Regions from separate parts of the Mus musculus genome. Here region 2 is linked to region 1. Evidence: chromatin contacts called from public Micro-C data. All regions are on one chromosome and are shown on one strand. Each heading gives the region's core, a stretch centred on a gene start, on an enhancer-like site or on the middle of the called end of the contact. The rest is flanking DNA. Distances are from core to core; before and after follow the strand shown.

Region 1 (6,399 bases), core at 2,144-4,643:
TGTTTAGTACACACAGATTTCTTCATCTTGCATTGTAGATATCTATTTAAAGGTAAGACCAGGCCTAGGGGTTTATACCCAATTTGTAGAAGAATGGGGCTGCAAAGAGAAAGGGTGGAAAGGAGCTCTCACTTCTGAGGAAAGAAGGGAGCGCAGGGCAGGGCGACCTCTGAGAAGGACCCTCTGGAGAGAGAGAGCGATGTCTCGGGTAACACTTGTGTTCTGTAAGGGACACCTGAGCACAGAGGAGCGCTTCCTTAGGTAACCACAGTCTATCTGGACTGGAACTCATCTAGAACTTACTACAGAACAGACACAGTTTGCGAGCTACCTGGTTGTACTTGGCATTTGCAATGTGCTTTGTTTCCAGCTGTCCATACTGTGGAGGTTTACAGGAAAACTCTACGAACGCCAGCAACTGGTCAAATATAGCCGGGTACATGATCTGCATGTTTTCTGGTCCAACACAGATGGCCTGGGAAGCAAAGTGTGAACATTAGGATGCATTCCTCCCTGTGGATGCATTTGCTCACCCAGACCCTTGAGAATCCCATGTGCTCTGCCGTCTTTTCATACTGGGAACTCAAGCTTTCTAAACAGTCACTAAACAAAAGGCAGCCTCACACTGTTTAGTCAGGTTAAAGATGCTCTTAGTGAACTCATACTTACTCTCTAACACAGAGGGGAAAGTTCAAGCCTGGTATGACAAGTAGGTGAGACTGGGGTGTGCATCTGACATTTGCTACAAAGACCAGCAGTGGGTCAAGATGAAGCTGACTTCTCTCTAATGCTGTAAGCTCATGGACATAACAGCTGATTTTTGCCCCACACCCGGTCTACATACTCACAGGCATTAGAGCTGAAACATAAACACATCTTTGAAACAATTACGCAGAATGCTTCTAGTGACAGGAATAAGTTTTCAGGTTTGGAATGACATTACATTTTGTGTTCAGAGTCAAAGCTCAGATAAATTCCCAGTAGCCACAATGAATAATTGTATTTGTTCTTTTTCTGCTAAAGCAGTTATTCAAAAGTAAACTTTCATGGTTTTCCTTGAATTTAAAGGGTGTGTGCTGTTTTTTATTACCTTCTATGCATATATAACAGCCCTGAATGTGCAGTTAAGGGAGTCCAAGAATTTGGGAATTCTCCAAATGACAACATTTTTCTGATAGAAACCCTTTTTCATTCACTTCAGGGAAAGGCATAAGCAATGTAGCTGTGTGATCTAGTCAGAGGGAAAGTACTGTGGTCTGAATAGGCTTGGTCCCCACACACTCATGTGTTTGAATGCTTGGCCCATGAGTAGCACTATTAGGAGGTGTGGCCTTGTTGGAGGAAGTGTGTCACTGTGGAAAGAGGGCTTTGAGGTGTCATATGTATCTCAAGTTAGGCCAGCGTGGATGGCAGTCTCCTCCTGGCTGCCTGTGGATCAAGATGTAGAGTACTCCTGTGATGCCTGCCTGTAAGCTGCCATACATCCTGCCTGGATGACAATGGAGTGAACATCTATGAACCAGGTCCAACTAAATGATGTCCTTAATATGAGTTGTCTTGGTCATGCTGTCCATTCACAGCAATAAAATCCTAACACAAGGATGATGAACTACAAACTTACTTTGAGTCATAGAAATTCATGTCCCTCAAACAGTATTGAATGTCAGATTGTGTTAATTTCTCATCTTAGTCACAATTTGTTTCCTGAACAATGGAACTATGGTTAAATAGATAAAGACTATTGCTTAGTCTGCCTGCCTTCAGGGCAGTGTAGGGGTGCTGTGGTCATGTCCAGGGAATAAAGGAGCCAGGACTAGAGAGTAGGACTGTCTCCTTACAAATGAGCCTTGATGACAGACCATGACTCTCTCACGTCTTGGCTGATTACTGAGTTGGCCTTTTCTGTTAATGTTTGCTTCCTGACATAGTCTCACATTGTAATCAAGGGTGGGTTCAAACTTCATGCAAACCTTCCTGTAGCAGATTTCCAAGTGCTGGGAATATAACTTTTCTTTTCTTCTTTTTCTTAGCACATTTATACATGTATATGTTCATACCTTGTAATGTGTGTGGAGGGCACAACTTTTGGAAGTTCTCCTGCCATGTGGGTCCTAGGGACCATAATACGGCTTGGCGGCAAGCTCCTTTACCTGCTTAGCCATCCTGTTAGCCCTTGTTTAGGATCTTGATTGTTATGAACTGAGGTAGCAATTTCCTGGATAATCTAAAAAAATGCTTTTATTTTGATATGGTCTTGCTTCCCAGTCTGGATTTATTCACTATTTTTCATATCTATTTATTGATTTGTTGTAAAAAAACAAGACACACAGCTAAAAATACAGAATTTAAATCTGCAGTAAGAAAGCCACTTTTTCCAGCTCACCCTTGTGTCTTGGCATAGGCTACCCACAGTTCAGAATTAACTTTGACTAGAGGTAGCGAGGTAGCGGCCACAAGCAGCTTCTTTTCTTCCTTCCTTCCTTCCTTCCTTCCTTCCTTTCTTTCTTTCTTTCTTTCTTTTTCCTTCCTTCCTTTCTTTCTTTCTTTCTTTCTTTCTTTCTTTCTTTCTTTCTCTTTCTTTTCTTTCTTCCTTCCTTCCTTTCTTTCTCTCTTTCTTTTAAGATCTATTTATTATTATTTTACCTAAGTACACTGTAGCTGCCTTCAGATGCACCAGAAAAGGGCGTCAGATCTCATTACAGATGGTTGTGAGCCACCATGTGGTTGCTGGGATTTGAACTCAGGACTTTGGAAGAGCAGTTGGTGATCTTAACCGCTGAGCCATCTCTCCAGCCCATGAAGGCATTTTACTTTTTTTTTTTTTTTTTTTTTTTTTTGGTTTTTTGAGACAGGGTTTCTCTGTGTAGCCCTGGCTGTCCTGGAACTCACTTTGTAGACCAGGCTGGCCTCGAACTCAGAAATCCATCTGCCTCTGCCTCCCGAGTGCTGGGATTAAAGGCGTGCACCACCACCGCCCGACAAGCAGCTTCTTAACAACTCAAAACAGACCTGAGTTACTTTTTTAACTATCTCAAGAATAAGTTTTAAAAATCTTGACAATCTTAAATTTATCCCAAAGTGTACATACATAGCAATCTCAGAAAGTCCTAAATTTATCTTCTGAAATTTACCACAAAACAATAAAATAAAAATCCAAAGAATCCTATTCCTTACAGCTTTTAGGCAAGCACTGAAATCACATTACCTTCTGGAGAACGTCTAAGGCCGTAAGCACAGCTTCCTGTAAACTTGTCAGGACTGCTTCCGTGTAAGACGGAAGGATGAAAGGAGAGGCGTCAGAACTGATGGGGACAGAGACAGCGCTGTGCAGGATGACGCCCAGCTTCTGCAAGTCGGCCATGCTGAAGCCAGCTTTTATGTGCTGGTAGAGGGCAGGGAAGATCTGAACTAAGGCTGTAAGGAAAGGCTGGCTGGGGATAAAGGTCAGCTCATCGACGGAGCTGGGCGGCTCTGTGCTTTCAGATCCAGTCCTGTGCCAGGTGTTCCAGGCAGCCCACCAGAGCTTCAGATCTTCCAGCTCGTCAGTCACCACAGGCGTCTCCGAGCCGCATCTGCCAAGCTTTTCTCCAATGGAGTCTGTCCTCACAAACGGCCTGCTCAGGCCTGGGCCGGAAAGGTTTCCTAGAAGGACGGGTACGGGCACGCTAACGGCAGGGGGCTCGGGCTTCTCTGAGTCTCGGACAGGGGACACAATCTGTAATATCTCCTGGAAGCTTTTCAGAGCGGCCAGGGACACTTCATTGTTTTTACTGAGTGCAGCTGACTGGATGTGGTCAAGAAGAACATCCCAAGCTCTTGAGAAGTCTCCTGTATCAATGAAGGGGGGGGAGTCAATTAGTATTCAATGAGCAAATCCTCTCAGATACTTTGAAGCATAGTTGCTTTATCTTCTGCTTACATTGACATAGAAGTCAAAAGAATAAAATTAGGAACTAACATACTAAAACTATGACCCATGGGCTGGCACAATGGCTGAGCAGAAGGCACTTGCCACACAAGACTCACAACTGAGCCTCATCCACAGAACCACAATGCCTGATGGGTAGCCTGCCTCTACAATCCAGACACTCCTACAGTGAGACATCAGGTGCAGTCAGGACAGCTACACAGTGTGGCTTCCCAATTCCCTCAAGCCAACCTCCACTTCCACCACTCATGCGAGGCAGAATGCCCACACATGCCCTCCCATACATAATAAATATGATAATTAAAAATACCACATCCCGGGTTGGAGAGATGGCTCAGTGGTTAAGATCACTGACTGCCCTTCCTAAGGTCCTGAGTTCAAACCCCAGCAACCACATGATGGCTCACAACCATCCTTAATGATATCTGACGCCCTCTTCTGGTGCATCTGAAGACAGCTACAGTGTACTTAGATATAATAATAAAACTTTAGGCCGGAGTGCAAGGCCAACCCTAGCGAGCAACCTTCATTCCCAGCAACCACATGATGCAGTCACTGTGGAAACCACATGATGCAGTCACTGTGGGCTTAAGGGCATAATCACGGCTCTTCTCTCAAGTCCAGCCGTGTGTGTGTGTGTCTCTTCACCACTGGACTCTGAAAGGTGCGTCCAGGGCAGGTTCTTCCCCTCGATGAAACGAGCATGTACACCACATCAAGTAAGGCCTACAGTTAAGACTGCTGACTATTCTAGTACAATATATCAATTCCCAAAGAGTTTCCTAAGTGTGTTCCAACTTTCCTTTAACACAGATTAGTTGTATAAGCAGAGAAAGACAATATTGCACACCTAGAGGCTGCAGCAAGTATCTCCTGGTGTTGAAGATCCGTGCTACTCCAGCCAATGTCAATACCCAGGTCTCAGCCCACTGCTTCTCTGCCGTGTCTCTTGAGTGATGAATTAAAATATTTCCACCTCCAGACTCAATCTTTTCTTTGTCTGCAGTTGTAGAAGATTCTCGAACTCGGTCCAGTAGATGAAAGAGTACCTAAATATTTATTTTAAAAATCATATAAAAATATTGATGAGTTAGCTTAAGATATAGCAATAGAAAATAAAAGTTATAAAAATATGTAACAGTTTTATTAATCCACATAAATTAGAGGAATTGACTAGAAAAGGCAACTGTGTATTCTTAAACTTATCCTTAAGTTCACGGAATTAGAAAAGTAAACTAACAGATAGCGCACAGCCAGGACTTGTTATCAGTGGAAACATCTCTGCGATTATACCTGAGACAAGAATCCAGGCAGAACGGATTACCACGGGATGTCCAGACCTCAGGACCAAATGAGGTGTTGAGAAAACCAACCAACAAGCAAAACTTAGTTACAACTTGGAGAGTTTTTACACTTAAAGGAAAATAAGAACAAATGGGGGAGGAGCACTGAACAGAGTAGATATGTTTACGAAATAGAAAATGTCACAGACAGATGAACTAATAGTTTAGGCACAAGGTCCTGGGTTCAAGACCCAGCACAGACACAAAAAGAGAAAGAAGGAAAGAAGGACAGTTGAGTATAGGAGAGGAAAGAGAAATCGGAGGAGGAAGAGGAGGAGGAAAAGCAGGAAGTTGAAGCAGTGGTAACTGTGGTGGTGGTTTTACTTGCAGCATTAAGGAACTAGTGACCCTCTCAGGGAGAAAGAGAATGGACTAGTGAATGGAGATTAAAAACGTCTAGCTTCTGTGGGTACCTCTGCTCTTGTGTGCATCTCTCTCTCTCTCTCTCTCTCTCTCTCTCTCACACACACACACACACACACACACACACACACACACACACACTCATGCGTCCACATGCATATACACACACACACACAGTAAAAATAATGAAAATCAATCTTTAAAAATTTATTTGTTTGGGCTGGTGAGATGGCTCAGTGGTTAGGAGCACTGACTGCTCTTCCAGAGGTCCTGAGTTCAGTTCCCAGCAACCACATGGTGGCTCACAGCCATCTGTAATGGAATCTGATGCCCTCTTCTGGTGTGTCTGAAAACAGCTACAGTGTACTCATATACATAAAATAAACAAGCGCCTAGGAATGACTGTTTAGAAAGTGTACACATGTGACTGAAAGCGGAAAACGAGCAGCCCCACCGTCCCCAGTACCTTCCAAATAACGGTGTGCCAGGTGGAGTGCTGCAGCAGGGTCCCGTGCGCTCCGATCGTGGAGAACAGGGTCTGCCCTGCGCTCTTCCTCACGGCAGGGCGGGGGTCCACACAAAGCTCCCCCAGCTTGGCATAGAGGCAGAGCCACAAGCAGTCGAACGGTGGCGCGGGGTGGAACGGCCGGTTCAGAGACACTCCTTTCTCCTCGGCCTGCTTCTGCTGAGCTGCCTCTTCTTTATTTAATTCTTTTTCAATCGTTTCCCCTCTTTGGAAAAAATAATCTGATATATTCCACTAAA
Region 2 (5,997 bases), core at 1,477-3,976, 250 kb after region 1:
AGACTGTGAATAAAAAAACGTAAAAAGCAAAGTTGACGGCTGGCTTCTGATTTGGCAGGCCTGGTTTGAATCCCTCCACCGGCTCATTTCATTCACAGGCGAAATTGGTTCAGCTCATCTGTTTTATTGGATGTTGTGAGGATTTGAGATGAGGGGTTGAGATAACCTATAAACCTTCTACTAGAGACTTAAAGTGCCTCTAAAATCTCTACTACGGCTGAGGGGAATGTGTAGTGCCGTATAAAATACCTCAAACCACGTCTGTTCTTAAATACACCCAACCATAAGACAAGCCTTTCTATTCCTAGATATTTACTTATGAGAACTGAAAGATTCCCTCATGCTCAACTCAGAAATAACACAAGAGGTGCATGTCAAATAATGTTTAGTGTTAACTATGGAGAAATAAGGAAGGTGCGACCCGTGGCTGCAGTATCAGGGAGAGATCTCAGGGTAATTATTCTGTTAGAACGATGCTGGTGGGGGTGGGGGTGGGTGGAGGGAGACGCTGGCGGGGGGGGGAAAGACACACCACATGATTTGACTTATCAAATCTGTAGTATGGACAGCTAACTGCAGCCAGGTGTACCTCAGTAGAATAGTTTTCAAGGCAGAGAGAAGAAAGTTTGCAAAAGTAATGCTTGTTGCAAGTTCTCAGAACGCACTGAGTTGTGATGAACTTGCAGTCCAGTTAAATAAGTATTTTAAAAAATGTATATTCATTTAAAAAAATGTAGTAGAGTTTTGAGGAGGCAGAAAGGTTAACCAGATGGCAGGTTATCAACTCCAGGGTTCTGCTAAGGCGGATGAGTGTTTATCATTTTGATTTGTGTGTGTGTGTGTGTGTTTTGGAAGGAATGCAAAGTATTTTGTTTCAGAGTCCCGAGAGTCCTGATTTCCACACCTCCATCTGAGTTATTTGGATTCATTTGCCTGGAGATTAAACAGAGAACACAAAGGCATTAGGGAATTTCAGCATCATTAGGTGTTGGGTGAGGATCTGTGGATGGGGAAGGTCCGTTTTATTTTGTAATCACACAGTTATTCCCTTTACTAACTTTTTAATGTGCTTGTACAAATACAGTGGATTAAATTGTAAAAAATAAGATTTAAATGCCCCACATTTTAGCAGCAGAAATAATAAGATAAATTGATAGGCTTTCATGAAACCATAAAGACCCTTAAGAATTAGACACGAGAAAGATGATGGGGGAAGGCCAGGGTTTTGAAGTTATGTTGAAATGATTTTTTCCTTATAGTGAAGAATACAGGTTTTAATGTCATTCTTGCTTGAAATCTATGGCTGATCAACAGACAGAAAATTACAGTAAGATTTGCAATGAAACAGTGCCAGGTTATTTAAAAAGAAAAAAAAAACAACAACAAAAAACCTTGTTCCCCCAGGAAATGAGTTACCATGTAATTGTGATAAAATAAAAGTCTTTAATCATACGAGACACTGGTCTTTTGAAAGAGGTCATTTGAAGATATGTTGTGCACAATGATTGCCATGCCCCGGAGTCTCACAAACCTACCAGATACAATCGATTAAAATTCAAAACCCTATATTATTTTGTTTTGGATTTTTATTTGAAATTGCTTCAGTTACTCCCAATTGAAAAAGTAAATTATTGCCTTTTTTAAAGAGTAGACTAAGTACAATGATCAAGTTAGAAAAGAATAAATAAAAAATTCAAAATGAATAGAAAACTGTTTAATCATGACCTTGATACATATTTTCTATTTAAAAGCACACAAATGCCTAAGGCACACCTCCCACTAAATGACAATGTTCACAAACTCTAAACAGCAAAGTTACAGGTGTGCCTAGCTTAGTTGTGTCTGACGTAACAAATCTTTTTAATAAAATTTGCAGGAATGCTTTGTTAAAATAGCCCTCCCAAATCAACTACATAAAACCCTTTAGATAGAAAATAAGGCTAAATTATGTTACCATAAAATCACCAGCTAAAACATATTCCTTAGTTCTTAGTAACTATGGTAATAAGTGGTAGTTTATAGATGGTGGAAAGAATTATGCTAATCTTTCAATGACTCAGGGCTGGGGAAACACAACTACTTAGACCTGGGGAGAATTTAGCTAGTTTGAAAAATTAACCTAGTGGAACGAGAGAGGAGTCAGTTACAGACAAGATCCCTGAGTAAGCGTTCCAGAGTCGACATTTTCTCTCATTGTGTCTAAGTCTTACTCATTTTTCGTACTATCCTAACCACTAGCTTAAATGTTTTCTCATTCATAAGCACGATCAAAATGAGCTGAGTCTAAGAAGTCCTTTCTTGGAAGATCTTATGTACACCGCTTAAACCAGGACCCAATTTGGCCAAACCTTAAGGACATGACCTTCTAGGATCTGTCTCTGAAATCTCTGTAAAGTTAGGATATTCCTTTAGCAATGAATATGCTATCATGGGATTGTGTTAAAACCCCCTTAACTTTGACTCTGTCAGAATTTGTTAGTTGTAGAAATTCAAAATCCTCTTAAATCGGATAGTGTAAGAAAATTCTTGTTTATTTTTTTGGAAGAAAAATTATGAGTCTCCGTGACAGCCGGCAAAGCGTTCTAATCCAGATTTACCGCTAGAGGGAGACATAGTCCAGCATTTGCAACGTTTGCTGTCTTATACTTTTTTTTTTTTTTTTTTCTTTCTGCAGGAAGGTGGTTTGCTCTCAGCATCTGCAGCCACTGCTGACAGAATTGGGAGGGAGACAGAGGGAGTCAAAGCCTCCCGGTCCAGCCGTCCCATTTTACTGCTTAACTCAGCCTGGAGTGTCAGAACCCATCTTTGCCTGCCTTCTCTGTGCTTTGTACAGTGGGGCCAGTCGCTCCCAACGGCCAGCCCGCTGAGTGGAACAGGGGTCTAGGGTGGACTAGCAGGGCTCTGCCCGTTGGGGTGACTTTCGAACATTATCTTTAGTGTATTTTAACAGTACAGAGCTTGTGGTGGGACTCAGAGAGGGAGAAGCTTTGATTGCTTTTTAAAATTATTTTATTTTATTTTATTTTTTGGCTTTTTTTTTTTTTTTCTTCTGGTGATCTGGATTTGTTTCCTCGGGCCCCTCCCCTTGTTCCGTTCTTTCTCACTCCCGCCTTTGGCGAAGTGACACAGGCGACACCTGCTCGCTTGTGTCTGCTGCTGGAACTCGCACCTCCAAGGTGGTGAAGGTGCCGGCGCGCTCGTGACTTGGGGGGACAGCAGAGGGGTTCCCTCCCTTGGAGCACACGATGCGGAGAGTGGCGGCGGGTGGGATGCGAGGAGCTCTACCGGCTGCACTTGGAGGCGCGATCGAGGGGCTGCAGCTGGCCGGGAGTTGCTGCTAAGTGGACGCGACTCGACGGCGCCCAGGTGTCCGAGAGGGCACCCGCGGGACCCGAGTGCGAGCTGCGGGAACGCAGGCGTCTCCCGGGGAGGACGCCGGCCGAGCGCACAGCCCGCGAGCCTGCTCAGAACCGCTCCACACCGGGAGCCTGCAGACCTGGGAGAGCCGGGGAACTCGAGGAGTGTGCTCGGCGGCGGAGGCTGCTCTGCTGAAGGTGAATCACCGCGTCCAATTGCCTTTCCCTAGAGAACCCGGGGGAGGGCGGGAGAGGGGGAACGTGTGAGCGCGCGCGTTTGTGTGCAAGGGAGAGCCGACGCGGGGCGAGAGGAAAAGTCCTCGCTCGCCGCTCAAAGCAAACAAACCGGAGATGGAATAAGAGCGGCGGTGGCTGGAGCCCGCCTGGATCCTCGCAGTCGCGGGAGCCGAGCGCACCACCGCGCGCAGCGCATCGCCGGGGACAGCGGGCGACCGCGGGCGCCGCCGGGGGCTGCGGAGACTTTGGCTCTCCCCCTCGGTCGACGACCCTTCCGATTACTTTGACACTGTGGGATAAAGAGCAGAGCCCGGGGACCGACCTCGCGCGCTGCACCTTCCTTTTGCTTCGGGGAAGGGGGACCCCAGCTTGTAGGTGAAGACGCTGCCGAGCCCCCCTTTAGCCTTCGGAGGAGGCAGCACTCACACTCGCTCGCCCTCTGCGAACACACACCGGCGGACTTGAGGTCCCTATGCCCCTGGATGGTGCCAGCGGACCGGCATCTCGGAAGCGATGCAGGAGCGGTGAGGCTGGCGTCGGCCCGCGGAAGCTACCGGACCATCGCTAGGTGCTGCCGCCCCCGGGACGCCCGGCTGCAGGTAGGTGCGAGCCGCGCCTTCGGGGGCCTTCGGGCTTTGGGGACCACAGTGGCCGCGCGAGGTCTGCGCGCCTCCACAGCCCTCACCAGTACTGTCTCTTCCCTTGACTATCAACTGGGCCCGGGGGCAGAAACCGGCTCGTCCCAGGAGGCCAAGATGAGGGTAGCTGTGGTCCCGCAGTCGGCATCCTCCTGCCCCCTCCCCTCCCGGCAGACGGCGAGGATAGGGGCGGGGAAGAGGGACGCCCGGAGGGGGACAGAGCCATGGCAGGAGGCTTGGGGAGCAGGGTCCATCTTATTTCAGAAGGCGAGAGACCCAGGCGAGGACCGAAATGGGGTTCAAATGGATCCCTCACCAGTCCTGGCTGGTGGGCATCTGACACTTTTCATAAGCAGTTGGGGGGGGGGGTCGCAGTCAAGGGAGAAATCAGTGAGGGGTGATGGTCCACGGGAAGCTCTCGCATCTGGAATGTCTACTTTCTGTCCACTTCTGACTAGTTAATTCCCAGGCCTGTCTGCAGAGGGTGGGCGTTTCCAGGAGAATATTGACTCGTCCACCTCTAACTATTTCCACAAAGAATCACATTCATAAGTTCCGGGGCCTCACCCGCTTAAAGGTTTATTTAGCTCTGGGAACAGTCTCGGTATTACCGAAGGAAACTGCTTTCTGTAAAGGGTACTTCAAGGGAGCTTTCCTAAAGTATCGTTTAATAAACAGCGTTGGCGGGGGGTGTGGGGGAGAGCACAGTTCGGGGTGTGGGGGTGGGGGCCACGACTAATGGCTTGTCATTTCTTTCCGGGTAGATGACTTCCACATCTTGCCAGTAGCACAGATCTTTTTCTGCCCACCTGCTTTGCTGTCCATTCCTCCTTCTAAGAGGCTAGGTGTCTCCCAGGAGGTGTTTTCTTCAGGGGAGGGATGACTCTTGGCTCTTAGTCAGCAATGCCACATTTACAGAAGGCGCTTCTGCAAAGGCAAAGTTTGAGGTCTGTCGCTCTGTTTCTCTGGAGCTGCGGGCTGAGCCATCCGGCCTCCTCTGGAGGCCACTCCATAGGCTCTCTAAGAGCCCTAGGGAGACCAAGCTTTTCCTCTTGCTCCACATTCCACTGCGTGGCCAGTGTTAAACAATTGCCTGAAGCCTTGGGAATTGAATGTGTAGTTACTACAGTGACCAGCTCTTCCACACCCTGGGCTGAGTGAGTTCATCTCCTGCCAATAAGAGAGAGGATGAACCGGCCTCCTTTTGTGACTGTGAAATCTCCCCTTGAATATCAAAGTCCTCCGTGGGGTTAAAAACAAAGAAACAAAAGCTCATCTCAGTCTCAGAACCTAAGTTTCCCCCACCCTATGAAGAGCACCTCTCCCCCCCCCAACCCCCCCAATCACTCGGTATCCCAGGGCCTTACTCAGGACTGGGTGAATTTCAATGACTGTGGACCGACTAATAATTATCTGGTTCCTGTCTGCCCAGTCAGATTGCTTTGGCCATCCTCCTTCCTACGGTTATCAATTAGCACCTTTAAACTGCTCTATTAGGCAAGGTAAGTTAAGACAGTTGAGTAATTAATTTAAGGTTTCCATGTGAAGTAATAGAGATTACTGGCGAAGAAGATTAAAACTACATTTGATGTTTTAAAGAATCAGAGCATAAGGATATCGTATTTACCCTTTCCATGTTCAGGCATCGATGCCCAAACTAGTGAGTCCTTTACAGTTTCAAAACCGGCACCCGACACCGTGCATTTTCAGGAACAGGTCAGGCATGTTTGTCTCTTTTCCTGATCCACGCTGTTCTGGATCTCTCG

Evidence for each region. Hi-C and Micro-C count contacts between places; a contact is called where the count stands out from the background.
Region 2: a contact with region 1 is called in a Micro-C map of embryonic stem cells, with 2.5 times the contacts expected there. The contact joins the promoter of Tafa2 here to the enhancer-like site in region 1. A contact is called at or near these places in 2 of 39 promoter capture datasets (the HPC-7 cell line and embryonic stem cells), 4 of 484 Hi-C or Micro-C datasets (the HPC-7 cell line and embryonic stem cells) and 1 of 9 other capture datasets (pancreatic islet).

The regions. Positions count from the first base shown.
Region 1 is chr10:123,010,163-123,016,561 of GRCm38.p6, forward strand. It overlaps Mon2 (MON2 homolog, regulator of endosome to Golgi trafficking), which reads right to left. Exons shown (of 36, transcript NM_001163024.1): 25 at 6,101-6,394; 26 at 4,779-4,977; 27 at 3,206-3,828; 28 at 332-475. Among named protein-coding and RNA genes, the nearest start is that of Mirlet7i, 28 kb to the left of the region's middle. Within about 2 kb of position 3,394, at least 39 of the 459 cell types and tissues checked have an H3K27ac peak or open chromatin away from gene starts, as enhancers often do. A contact at or near this core is called in embryonic stem cells, where this site is marked.
Region 2 is chr10:123,261,350-123,267,346 of GRCm38.p6, forward strand. It overlaps Tafa2 (TAFA chemokine like family member 2), which reads left to right and starts at 2,727. Exons shown (of 5, transcript NM_001252387.1): 1 at 2,727-4,192.